Regions from separate parts of the Sus scrofa genome. Here all the other regions are linked to region 1. A link is a contact called in public HiChIP or PLAC-seq data. All regions are on one chromosome and are shown on one strand. Each heading gives the region's core, a stretch centred on a gene start, on an enhancer-like site or on the middle of the called end of the contact. The rest is flanking DNA. Distances are from core to core; before and after follow the strand shown. Region 1 overlaps SUSD1 (sushi domain-containing protein 1). Region 2 has its middle 38 kb from the start of UGCG. Region 3 has its middle 68 kb from the start of UGCG.

Region 1 (3,731 bases), core at 684-3,183:
GTAGGCTGGCAGCTACAGCTGCCCCCTAGGGTGGGAACTTCCATATGCTGTGGGTATAGCCCTAAAAAGACAAAAGAGAAAGAAGGAAGAAAGGAAGGAAGGAAGGAAGGAAGAAAGAAAGAAGGAAAGAAAGAAAGAGAGAGAGAGAGAGAAAAGAAGGAAGGAAATGATAGCAATAGAGAAAATGGGGCTTACGCCATAAGTCACCAGGTAAGGCAAGGGTAGCTACATCTCCACTATCAAGGTGATGAGACTTGGCCTCCCAGGGAGGAGGAACCAGACTTTTTTTTATCTTTATCTCCCCTTCAGCCCTGAGCACCCATCTCTGTACATAACCCATCAATAGATATTTGCTGAATTAAATTGTGAAGTCACAGCATACCCTTCCCCAACTCCTACAACATGGAAACCCAGGCTTTTAGGCATCTGATATAAAGAAACTTTCCCATTCATATTTTGTTTTAACAAAAAAAAAAAAAGGTAACATTAATATAAGAAAATAACACCGCAGCCCTGTGGTGTACCACCTTGTCTCAGTGCACCCTGCAGTGGGATGCTTTCAATGAGAGGGGCAGGGAGACATCTGCTCCCCTGCCCCAACACCTGCTCCCCTTCCTGGAGGGGTTGGGGCTTGATTTGAAGCCGGAAAGTAGCTGGGAGATTTCAGGGGACGAGAGAGAGAGGCAGCCTGTGTAGGATGGAAGGACGTGTGGCTCTCTCCTAGCCTGAACTAATATTAGGTCCTCAAATGTCAAAGAACCTGTGTCCGTGAAAGATTGAGAGCATCTGGACCAAGAGGGAAGCAGCTGGGATGAAGGCCAGCCCCTCTCCGGACCTCTGGGACAGCTTCTGCCTGCTGGGAGCCAGGGGGACCAGCAGGAAAACATTGGAGACAGGATTTTCACTGAGGACACAGCAGAGCCCTGTCCTCGGATGGTCTGTGGAAGAGAGGTCCACAGCAGAAGAACTCAAGAAACCTGGTCCTGTCCCGGTCCTTCCTGAAATGGGAAAATTCCCACCTATGCTGCCAGCCCTGGCACTGAAGACAGACTGGGGAAGGAATGATTTCCTTCACTTTATTGATTTCCCTTTTTCCCTCCAGCATCCTTGGTACCAGAAGAAACCTTCAACCTCAAATAATCACCCTGTTGTGCAGAACAAGTGGTTAAGTTTTTTTGGAGGTTTCCAGGCTAGGGGTCCATTCAGAGCTGTTGCTGCCAGCCTGCAGCACAGTCACAGCAACGCCGGATCCTTAACCCACTGAGCGAGGCCAGGGATCGAACACACCACCTCATGGTCCTAGTCGGATTTGTTTCCACTGCACCACGATGGGAACTCTGAAAGTGGTTAATCTTTACCTTCATGCAGGCATGTGCCTTCTCCCCGCCCTCACCCGCCCCCACCCCATTTCCTCCTCTCTGCTTCTCTCCCAGTTTCAATGAGAAGAAAATTTTGCCTACAGGCTTTTTGACTTTGCTAGAAGAGAGCATGACCAGTGTACGACAGTGCTTCTGACCCTTTGGGTTTGTTTGTTCTTCCCCTGGACCTAAAGACAGTCCAACTGGTAGGGCTATTCTGAAGAATTCCCATCAGTGCACTGCCTTCGGGAGCACATGAGCCCTGAGTCAGAAGCACGGTAATAACATCTCCATCTCACCACCCTTCGCGCCAGCACCCTCTTCCGTTTTCACGGCAACACTTGCCTCTGTCCTTCAACATTCCAAAAACTTTCACTCTCCTCTGAGGTCAGCAATATATTTAAAGTGCTCGTTTGCATCCTGTTTCCCATCAGTAAGATTTAGTTGAATGTAAGACACTCAGGAGGGAAATTCCATTCACACTTTTTCTGGAAAATCAGCCACTGCAGATTCCAGGTCCAAATCCCTTGCCTCACATTTCTGGTAAAATTCAAAAGCTCACCGTTTGACTGAAAACAAAGCCACATCTTAGGCAGCTAGGCATACCTCCTCATATCAATATATAAGGCTCTTTTATTTGAGAGGGCTTGGGCGCTGTTCTTGTTTTGTTTGGTTGTCTACCTTTTACTAAGATCTTAACAAGTTGAATTTTCACTTTTTTTTTTTCTTTTTAGGGCAGAACCTGGGGCGTATGGAGGTTCCCAGACTATGGGTCTAATCAGAGCTGTAGCTGCCACAGCAAGGGAGATCGGAGCCACATCTAAGACTTATCATGGCAACGCTGGATCCCCAACCCACTGAGCAAGGCCAGGGATCAAACCCGAAACCTCATGGTTCCTAGTCAGATTCTTTTCCGCTGCGCCACGATGGGAACGCCCTATTTGCACACTTTTTAAAAACTGCAAATTCTTTAAGGTAGGGCAGATTTGAAAAAGAGGCAGTCAAGGTCTCAATGAATGCAAACAGCTCAACAGTGCCCCCTGGTGGCCATGAGCACAGGCACAGGGTGCTTGGGCTGCAGAGCTTTATTTAGCCTACAAAGGCAGGCAGACATAAGTGTCTCATCACTCCCTCTCCCCAGCTCAAAAAATATCAAATGCTAACGTGAGCCAGCAATGCAAGCTATCCAAACATGAGAAGGACCAAAGAGGAGGATACTGAACAGCTATTCATTTTAATAGGTCACCGTGAGAAGAAAAGCCCATTACTTCTCTTCCCAGATCCAAAGCTGGTGAATTCTTTATGGTCTAAGGTCTTTATTAACAAACCAGGGATTTCCTCAATACCAATACCATCCACTGGCCATTTTAGAGTCAGCCCTCATATTCATTCATTACAAAAAGATTTCTTTGCTGTGCTAGCAGTGTCCTTAGGTGTTAGAGGTTCAACATGGAATACAGACAAAAATCCCTGCCTTCAAAGAGCTCCTATTTTAGTAAGGGAAAAGAAAATTTAAAAGTAAATTTTATTTTATTTTATTTTTTTTGTCTTTTGTCTCCTTTTAGGGCTGCACCAAAGGCATATGGAGGTTCCAAGCCTGGGGGTCCAATCAGAGCCTCAGCTGTTGGCCTACACCACAGCCACAGCAACAACAGATCTGAGTCAAGTCTATGACCACAGCTCACGGCAATGCCAGATCCTCAACATACTAAGCAAGTCCAGGGATCGAACCCACAATGTCATGGTTCCTAGTCAGATTTGTTTCTGCTGCTCCACGAGGGGAACTCCAAAAAAAGTAAATTTTAAAATACAACTTCTAAGGAGTTCCTGTTGTGGCTCAGTGATAATGAATCTGACTAGTATCCATGAAGCTGTGGGTTCCATCCCTGGCCTGGCTCAGTAGGTTAAGAATCCAGCGTTGCCATGAGCTGTGATGTAGATTGCAGGTGTGGCTGGGATCTGGCATTGCTGTGGCTGTGGTGTAGGCCAGCAGCTGCAGCTCCAATTTGACCCCTAGCCTGGGAACCTCCATATGTTGCAGGTACAGACCTAGAAAGACCAAAAAAGGAAAAAAAAAAAAGAATTGGTGATAGAGAGAAAACAGGAATTTCAACTTTTATTTTGAATAGGAATCTGCTGTTTAGCATAAGGAACCCTACCCAATATTCTGTGACAACCTGTATCGGACAAGACTCTGAAAAAGAAAGGATATGTCTATAATTGAATCACTTTGTTATACAGCAGAAATTTGCACTGCATTATAAATCAACTACACTTCAATAAAACTTTTAAAAGTGAAAAAAATAAAATAAACTACAACTTCTACAAGTTCCCTAGGGACCTAGTGATTAAGGATCTGGCATTGCCACTGCT
Region 2 (3,731 bases), core at 869-3,368, 240 kb before region 1:
GAAAATATCCCACCCATTTTGCTTTCCCCATTTGTTTTCACCTCTTACACTGGTCTTCATATTTAGCTAGAGAAATCACAGAAAATAATTTTATGAATCCCTTAAATTTATCTGTCATTTCCTTCCTGCTTTCTTTGATCTCAAGGTTTTGTTTTTGTTTTTTTGTTTGTTTGTTTTGTCTTTTTTGGCTTTTCTAGGGCCGCTCCCTTGGCATATGGAGGTTCCCAGGCTAGGGGTCAAATCAGAGCTGTAGCCACCAGCCTACGCCAGAGCCACAGCAACTCGGGATCCAAGCCGAGTCTGCGACCCACACCACAGCTCACGGCAATGCCGGATCCTTAACCCACTGAGCAAGGGCAGGGACCGAACCTGCAACCTCTTGGTTCCTAGTTGGATTTGTTAACCACTGAGCCACGACAGGAACTCCTGATCTCAAGTTTGTTTTTTTTTTTTTTTTTTTTCTGATTACTAATCAGAAAGAAAAATGGTAAGAAAAAATTCATAATTTAGAGTCAAATAGATTTCTCTGTAAATATTGACTCATCTTTCACTGTGTGACCCTGGACAAGTTTCTTAACCTCTCTGAGGCTCAGCCTCCTCATCTGTAAATAGTACAAAAATGACTACAGTGTATAGTTATAAAAATTAAATAGTGTGCATATACTAAATACATGGCCCAGAGCAAACAGTCAATGAATATGAGTCCGATTTTCCTTCTTTAACAGATGCTTTTACCTTTGCCTGCTGTGTTGACAAGTACCTTTGTCCAGTAGAGTTTGTAAAGGTGGGAAATCCAGGAGTTCCCTCTGGGGTGTGAAGGGATTGGCAGTGTCTTGGGAGCACTGGGACGCAGGTTCGATCCTTGGCATGTCAGAGTATGTTAAGGATCCAGTGTTGCTGTAGCTGTGGCTTAGGTCGAGAGAAGGCTCACATTTGATCCTTGGCCTGGGAACTCCATATGCTGTGGTATGGCCAAAAAAGGAAAAGAAGAAAAGGTAGAAAACCCAAACTTAACTGTCAGTGGGGCCTAGCGGGGTCAAACTAGGGTCAGATGAATGAGGTACTTCCCTTGGGCAAGAATTTAAAGAGGCGTCAAAAAAGTCAGTAATCAAGATAAATAATATTAAGGAGTTCCCGTCGTGGCTCAGCAGAAACGAATCTGACTAGGATCCATGAGGACAAACGTTCCATCCCTGGCCTCCCTCAGCGGGTTAAGGATCCGAGTTGCCGTGAGCTGTGGTGTAGGTCTTAGGTGTGGCTTGGATCTGGTATTGCTGTGGCTGTGGCCTAGGCCAGCAGTTCCAGCTCCAATTCCACCCCTAGCCTGGGAACTTTCGTATGCTGTGGGTGTGGCCCTAAAAAAAAAAAAAAAAGATAAGTAATATTTAAAGTAATATTTTTAAAAGTAAAATGAATGCTTTGAGTGGTGAACATGTTCTAAAATTAGATAGTGACGATGGCTAAACAATGAATATATTAAAAACCACTAAACTGTATACTCTCAAAGGATGAATTTTATGGCATTTGAATTACGTTTCAATAAAATTGTTATTTAAAAATTGATATGAAAAAATCATGGTAAATAAAATATTGACTTTTTTTTTTCTTTTTAGATCCACACCTGCAGCATATGGAAGTTCCCAGGCTAGGGGTCAAATTGGAACTGCAGTTGCCAGCCTACACCACAGCCACAGCAACGCTGGATCCGAGCTGGAGCTGCCACCTACACTGCAGCTTGAAGCAATGCCAGATCCTTAACCTACTGAGCGAGGCCAAAGATTGAACCTGCATCCTCATGGATACCAGTTGGGTTCTTAACCTGCTAAGCCACAACGAGAACTCCAAAATATCAACATTTTCATGAAAGTAAGGATCAGGCCAGAACCTACCCGAGCCCATGGGTACCAGATTCTAGATTTTAGGATCACGAATCCTGCTTTGAGAAGAGTGCAAGAGGGAAAGAAAGGGGGCTACAGGCAGCAAGCAGGAGCAAAGTACTTTCTGATTCCTTTTTGTAGTTTTAGTTTTTTCTTTCTCAAGTCACAGCACCGACTTCCCCTGAGTGCCTTTCTTAACAGCCCTACTGCATCCCTCTTCCCCATAGTTCACAGTGGAGCGTGCACCAGAGGGGAAGAAGCAGTCTGGTAGCTAAGCCTGATTGGGGGTGAGGAAAGCAAGTCCACCCTGTTTGTTTCGGGCCCACTTCTAACGCTGGGGACGTTTTGTAATAAGGTGGAGGAAATATTCAACTAACAACTGCACCCAAATTTCTAAGAGAGGAAACCTAAGGAGGCAAAAACGCCTCAAAGCTATTTGGAGAAGAAGATGGGATGCTAAAAGCATGTGGGTCAGTTGATGGGCAGGCTAATGGGACCAACCTGGCTACCTTAGTCAAAGAGAGGAATTTGTCTACCTGAAGAAGATGAAGTAGGACACGAGAGAATGGTTGATTGTGATGGAAGAGGAGAAAGAGGGAATGTGGGGAAGCTATGAGACTGGGTTCTGCATGAGTAGAATGGCCAGGAAGGGAGTCCCCGGAATCAAGGAATGAGGAGGGGCCTCAAAAAAAAAAAAAAAAAAACACTTTAAAGCAGGACTATCTAAATTGGCTTTTGAAAATTGCTTAATGTGCTCTATGTGATGTAATCTCTCCCCCATGACCCCTGCTCTTAAGTAAAATCGACATGTGTGAGCGAGGGTTGTGGGCAAATCAAGGGATGGTTTTCATGAATAGATTGATCTGCTCAGAGTAGAAAATGGGACAAAGGAGGCAGAAGCCCAGGATGCAGAGGAGACTATAAGATGTAATCCTCCTAGACTCTGCAGAAACCTCACCAAGGGGTCTGAAGTCTCGCTGGCCATGGAATTAGGAGAGTTGAGTCAGTTTAATCTAGCTCTCACGGTTGGGGAGGCCACATCTGAGATCCAGGTTAAGATTAGATCTACTGAGCCGAGTTAAATCCTGTTTGGGGGCCTTCGTGGGCCCAGGGAATGAGGAAGGAGGATCTTGGCAGTACGATCCATTTATAACTAAAAGGGCCACTGGAGGAAGGAAGAATAGACGGCAATGATACAACCATTGCTTCAACAGACTCCTTAAAAATATGTGAGGCTTGGAGTTCCCGTTGTGGCTCAGTGGCTAACGAATCCAACTAGGAACCATGAGGTTGCGGGTTCAATCCCTGGCCTTGCTCAGTGGGTTAAGGATCTGGCATTGCCGTGAGCTGTGGTGTAGGTTGCAGACGTGGCTGGGATCCATGTTGTTGTGGCTCTGGTGTAGGCTGGCAGCTACAGCTCTGATTGGACCCTGAGCCTGGGAACCTCCATGTGCCATGGAAGTGGCCCAAGAAATGGCAAAAAGACCAAAAAAAAAAAAAAAAAAAAAAAAAAAAAAGTGAGGCTCAATCCTCTAGTGCCCATATTTAAGTTTATCACTTGACACATTTTAAGGTGTTGTTCACATTCAATATATTAGAATCTGTATCAATCTCAAGATCTCAGTTAAACAGCCAAATTTATTTGGCAATAGCAACATCTATTTTGTTAATAGATATTCCAGTTTAAGAGCAGATGTTTGCAATATTACCTTGTATATACGATTTTCTTCTTCCTAATTATCTTCTTTTCCCATTAAAGGAGGTTTCCTTTTGAAAATGACAGCGAAGTATGAACTATGACAGACCTTGTGGTTTCATAGCTCTCAAGAAGCATGATGATAATTGTCTGCTGGT
Region 3 (3,731 bases), core at 623-3,122, 130 kb before region 1:
TAAGCCCCTTTGTATGTTACAACCTAAAGAGGCAAACCCATTTTTTTTTTTCTTTTTTACTGGTAACTGCATCTGTACCAACCATATAAATTAGTATTAGAGGTTTTTTGTTTTGTTTGTTTGTTTGTTTGTTTTGCTTTTTATGGAAGTTCCCAGGCTAGGGGTCAAATTGGAGCTGCAGCTGCCAGCTTGCACCACAGCCACAGCCATACAGGATCAGAGCCGTGTCTGAGACCTACACCACAGCTCACAGCAATGCTGAGTCCTTCACCCACTGAGCAAGGCAAGGGATTGAACCCCTGTCCTCATGGATACTAATCGGGTTTAGTTCCACTGAGCCACAATGGGAACTCCAGGATTAGAATGTTTAATCCAATAGTTTTAACCCCTCTGAGGTTCTTTGATTAACCCAGAACTCCCTGTGGTCATTTTTTCCATTGCAAATAAATCAGCTTTAGAAACCTCCTTGTAGAGCCTCACCAGCTCCTTTCTCCCCCCAGCCAACCACCCCACCCCACCCCCGACACTCTAAGCAAGGAATTCTTGGGCAATCGGTGCATCTGTGTCTAATGTCTGTCCTGAGGTTCTAGAATGGCATGAGCAGTCAAGATGCTTTAATGCCCAGAACATAACTCCCTATTTACAGGAAGTGGGGCTGCTGGGGCGAAATGTATGTGTGGGATGGAGGGACGTAAGCGGAGTGGGCAGAGAACAGGAAGCCACTGATCTGCTAAGAAATATAACTTCTAGCTTTGGTCTGATTTGCCCCAACCTACTGCTCCGATACTTTCTTATCCTCCTCACCCCGCCTTTTTTTTTTTGCTCTCTGCCACTCTTCTCCCCTCCTCCTCTCCCCGTTTCCCATCCTCTCTTCCATCCCCTTCTCGCTACAGGATCCTGGGCTGGGATGAGCAAACCCCTAGGAAGCATCTGCAGACTCCAGGTCTCCTTCTCCCAGAGAGTCTTGGGTGATAAATGCAGGGGTTTGTATTCACAGTTAGAAGCAAGCTTTATTTTATTTTCTCACCTATGAAATTGGCCAAGTTTAAAAACCCATTTTATTTACAAAAGTTTGGGGAAGGAAGCACGCTCATCCACAGCAGGTAGAAGTATCAATCGGGGGTGGGGGGGGGGGATGAAAATTACAAATCACATCACCTAATAGTTCCACTTCTAGGGATTTATTCTCTAAATATACCTATCCATGGGAGTTTCTGTTGTGGCTCAGTGGAAAAGAATCTGACTAGTATCCATGAGGATGCAGGTTCGATCCCTGGCCTCACGGAGTGGATTAAGGATCCAGCATTGCTGTGAGCTGTGTTGTAGGTCGCAGATGAGGCTCAGATCTGGCTTTGCTGTGACTATGGTGTAAACCTGTGGCTACAGCTCTGATTTGACCCCTAGTCTAGGAACTTCCATATGCCGCAGGTACGGCCCTAAAAAGACAAAAAAATAAAATAAATAAAAATAAATAGATATACCCAGCCACATAGCAAACTTTATGCTTCATCTCTTTCAGGGACTGTCCATTAAGGATGGCTCTGATGAGGGGGAAGCGGTCTTAGGAACCCTCTGCAGCCCATATATGAGATGACCAGTGATGTAGCCCACAGGCTGCCTGGATGGAGAAAGGAAATAGACGGGTGGCACCTTCCCCCATCAAACCTTCCTCTGATTTCTCCAAATAGAAAAACAGACAGCACCTCCTGAACTCCCTGACAGATTGCTGCTGAAGAATGCAAGCTATTCACCGACGTGCCTGCCTTTCTGATGAATGACAGAGGACAAGAAAATTGTGACCATGTCATGGGAGATACTGGGCAAAAAGTGATTAAAAAGCACCATCTCAAGTCACTACCACCGCAGAGGCATTTGGTAAGAGTTGCACAGGAAATGCCAGAGCCTTGTGCAGATGAAGTCATTTCAGTTCTGACCTCAGGCAGGCAGGAACTCTTCTCGCCAGAGAGCCTTGAAAACCTCTTTATCTCACCACCGTCTGTAATGACTACAGCTGCTAGAAGAGAAGGGTCCCAGCCGAGTGCACCCTAAGAGGCCCTGGTTAGAGACTCAGTGAGCCAGCCTCACTCACCTACGGCCAGATCCAGCATCCAAACACAGCACCTTCAGCGTGTGCAGAAAGGTGGTGGAAGCAAGCGGATCCTGTAGAAAGAGGCAGACCTCCCAGGGCAGGGCCACGGTGTGAGACAGGGAAGCAGGGCTACCTACAAAGGCCTAGACCCAAACTGCCTTCTCTGCTTCAGAGTTGTCCCTGGAATCATCTGGGGAGGAGCCAGAGCCAGGGATCAGAACCCCGCCATGGGTTGTTCCCCAGTGTATACTCTAGCCCTCCTTCAGTCATTCTCAACATTTCATTTAGTATTTAAATAAAGGTCCTTTAGTATTTACATAAGGGTCCTGGTTTGGTGAATTCCAAGGCAAGGTTAGAATCTTCTAGAAAAATATGGCTAGGCACTGCCTTTTACCAATTACTTTCTATGATTTTTGCCACATGTTCCAACAGTTCCCCATTTAAAGGGGCATGGCGGAGTTCCTGCCAGGGAGCAATGGGATCTGAGGTGTCTCTGGAGCACTGGGACACAGGTTCAATCCCGGGTCTGGCCCAGTGTGTTAAGGATCCAGCATTGCCACAGTTGCCACGTAGGCTGCAACTGTGGCTCAGTCTGATCCCTGGCCCAGGAAACCCTATGTGCCGTGGGGCCGATAAAGAAAAAAAATAAAAGGGAAGGGGGCATGGTAATTGGGCATCAAGAGAATTTCACTTGTTGGACTTCCTGTTGTGGTGCAGTGGAAACAAATCTGACTAGCATCCATGAGGATGCAGGTTTGATCCCTGGCCTCAATCAGTGGGTCGAGGATCCAGTGTTGTCATGAGCGGTGGTATAGGTCACAGACGTGGCTCCGATACCACATTGTTGTGGCTGTGGCGTAGGCTGGCAGCTTGTAGCTCCAATTCACCCCCTTAGCCTGGGAACTTCCATATATGCTGTCGATGCCATTAAAAAAAAAAATGCGTTCACTTGTTGTTTTCAATAGGATGTGCCTTCCTCTCCTTTATTCCCTTATATTCAGTGCCAATTTGTATGGTCCTGTGCTGAATTTACTGACAAATTGGGGTGGGGGGGGGGGTAGAACAGAATCACGATGGGGCTTTAGAGTCACCTAAGCGCAAGGAGATAATTCAGACAGAAAAATAGCCAGTCTCTGAATAAATCTGCCTTTGAGAGCCTGCAAGAAAAGGAGAGTCCCTGACTGTGACCTTAGCTATGTGCATTGTGGGGACAGGTGTTTGCCCTCTGAAAATAAGTAGACTTTAATCCTAGGTGCGAGCAGAAGTCATATCAACAGGGCTGGCTCCAGACAAATTGAAAGTAATTGCTCACAACACAAGATCAGCCCACAACCAAATTCTCACACTGCAGAATTACTAGCACGTGGGAATGGCAGTCTTGATACAGCCCATGAGGTAATGGGAGAGGCAGTGGTTCTTCCAGGTCAACAAACACCTTCCCGGGGCTTCACAAGCCAGCCGGGCCAGCTAATCCAGTGACGGAGAGGCGTGGCTCTGGCATGTGGTGACACATGGTGCACACCCAAGCTCCGTAGTGCTGATTAGTTGTGTAATGGATGGATGAGTCAAAGATCACGCCTCCAGGTTTATCAGCTATGTGGTAGCTCCCAGGAAATTGCTCCAGTCTGTCAGTGGCTCCACG

Evidence for each region. HiChIP or PLAC-seq counts read pairs in DNA pulled down with a chosen protein or histone mark.
Region 2: an H3K27ac HiChIP or PLAC-seq map of alveolar macrophages shows a contact between it and region 1. The contact joins two enhancer-like sites. A contact is called at or near these places in 1 of 47 Hi-C or Micro-C datasets (embryonic fibroblasts) and 1 of 2 datasets of contacts at active chromatin or transcription factors (alveolar macrophages).
Region 3: a contact with region 1 is called in an H3K27ac HiChIP or PLAC-seq map of alveolar macrophages. The contact joins two enhancer-like sites. A contact is called at or near these places in 1 of 47 Hi-C or Micro-C datasets (embryonic fibroblasts) and 1 of 2 datasets of contacts at active chromatin or transcription factors (alveolar macrophages).

What each region holds. Positions count from the first base shown.
Region 1 is chr1:252,852,033-252,855,763 of Sscrofa11.1, forward strand. All of the region lies in intron 12 of SUSD1 (sushi domain-containing protein 1), which reads right to left. Among named protein-coding and RNA genes, the nearest start is that of SUSD1, 100 kb to the right of the region's middle. Within about 2 kb of position 1,934, at least 37 of the 83 cell types and tissues checked have an H3K27ac peak or open chromatin away from gene starts, as enhancers often do. A contact at or near this core is called in alveolar macrophages, where this site is marked.
Region 2 is chr1:252,612,158-252,615,888 of Sscrofa11.1, forward strand. No RefSeq gene overlaps it. Among named protein-coding and RNA genes, the nearest start is that of UGCG, 38 kb to the right of the region's middle. Within about 2 kb of position 2,119, at least 1 of the 83 cell types and tissues checked has an H3K27ac peak or open chromatin away from gene starts, as enhancers often do. A contact at or near this core is called in alveolar macrophages, where this site is marked.
Region 3 is chr1:252,717,604-252,721,334 of Sscrofa11.1, forward strand. No RefSeq gene overlaps it. Among named protein-coding and RNA genes, the nearest start is that of UGCG, 68 kb to the left of the region's middle. Within about 2 kb of position 1,873, at least 14 of the 83 cell types and tissues checked have an H3K27ac peak or open chromatin away from gene starts, as enhancers often do. A contact at or near this core is called in alveolar macrophages, where this site is marked.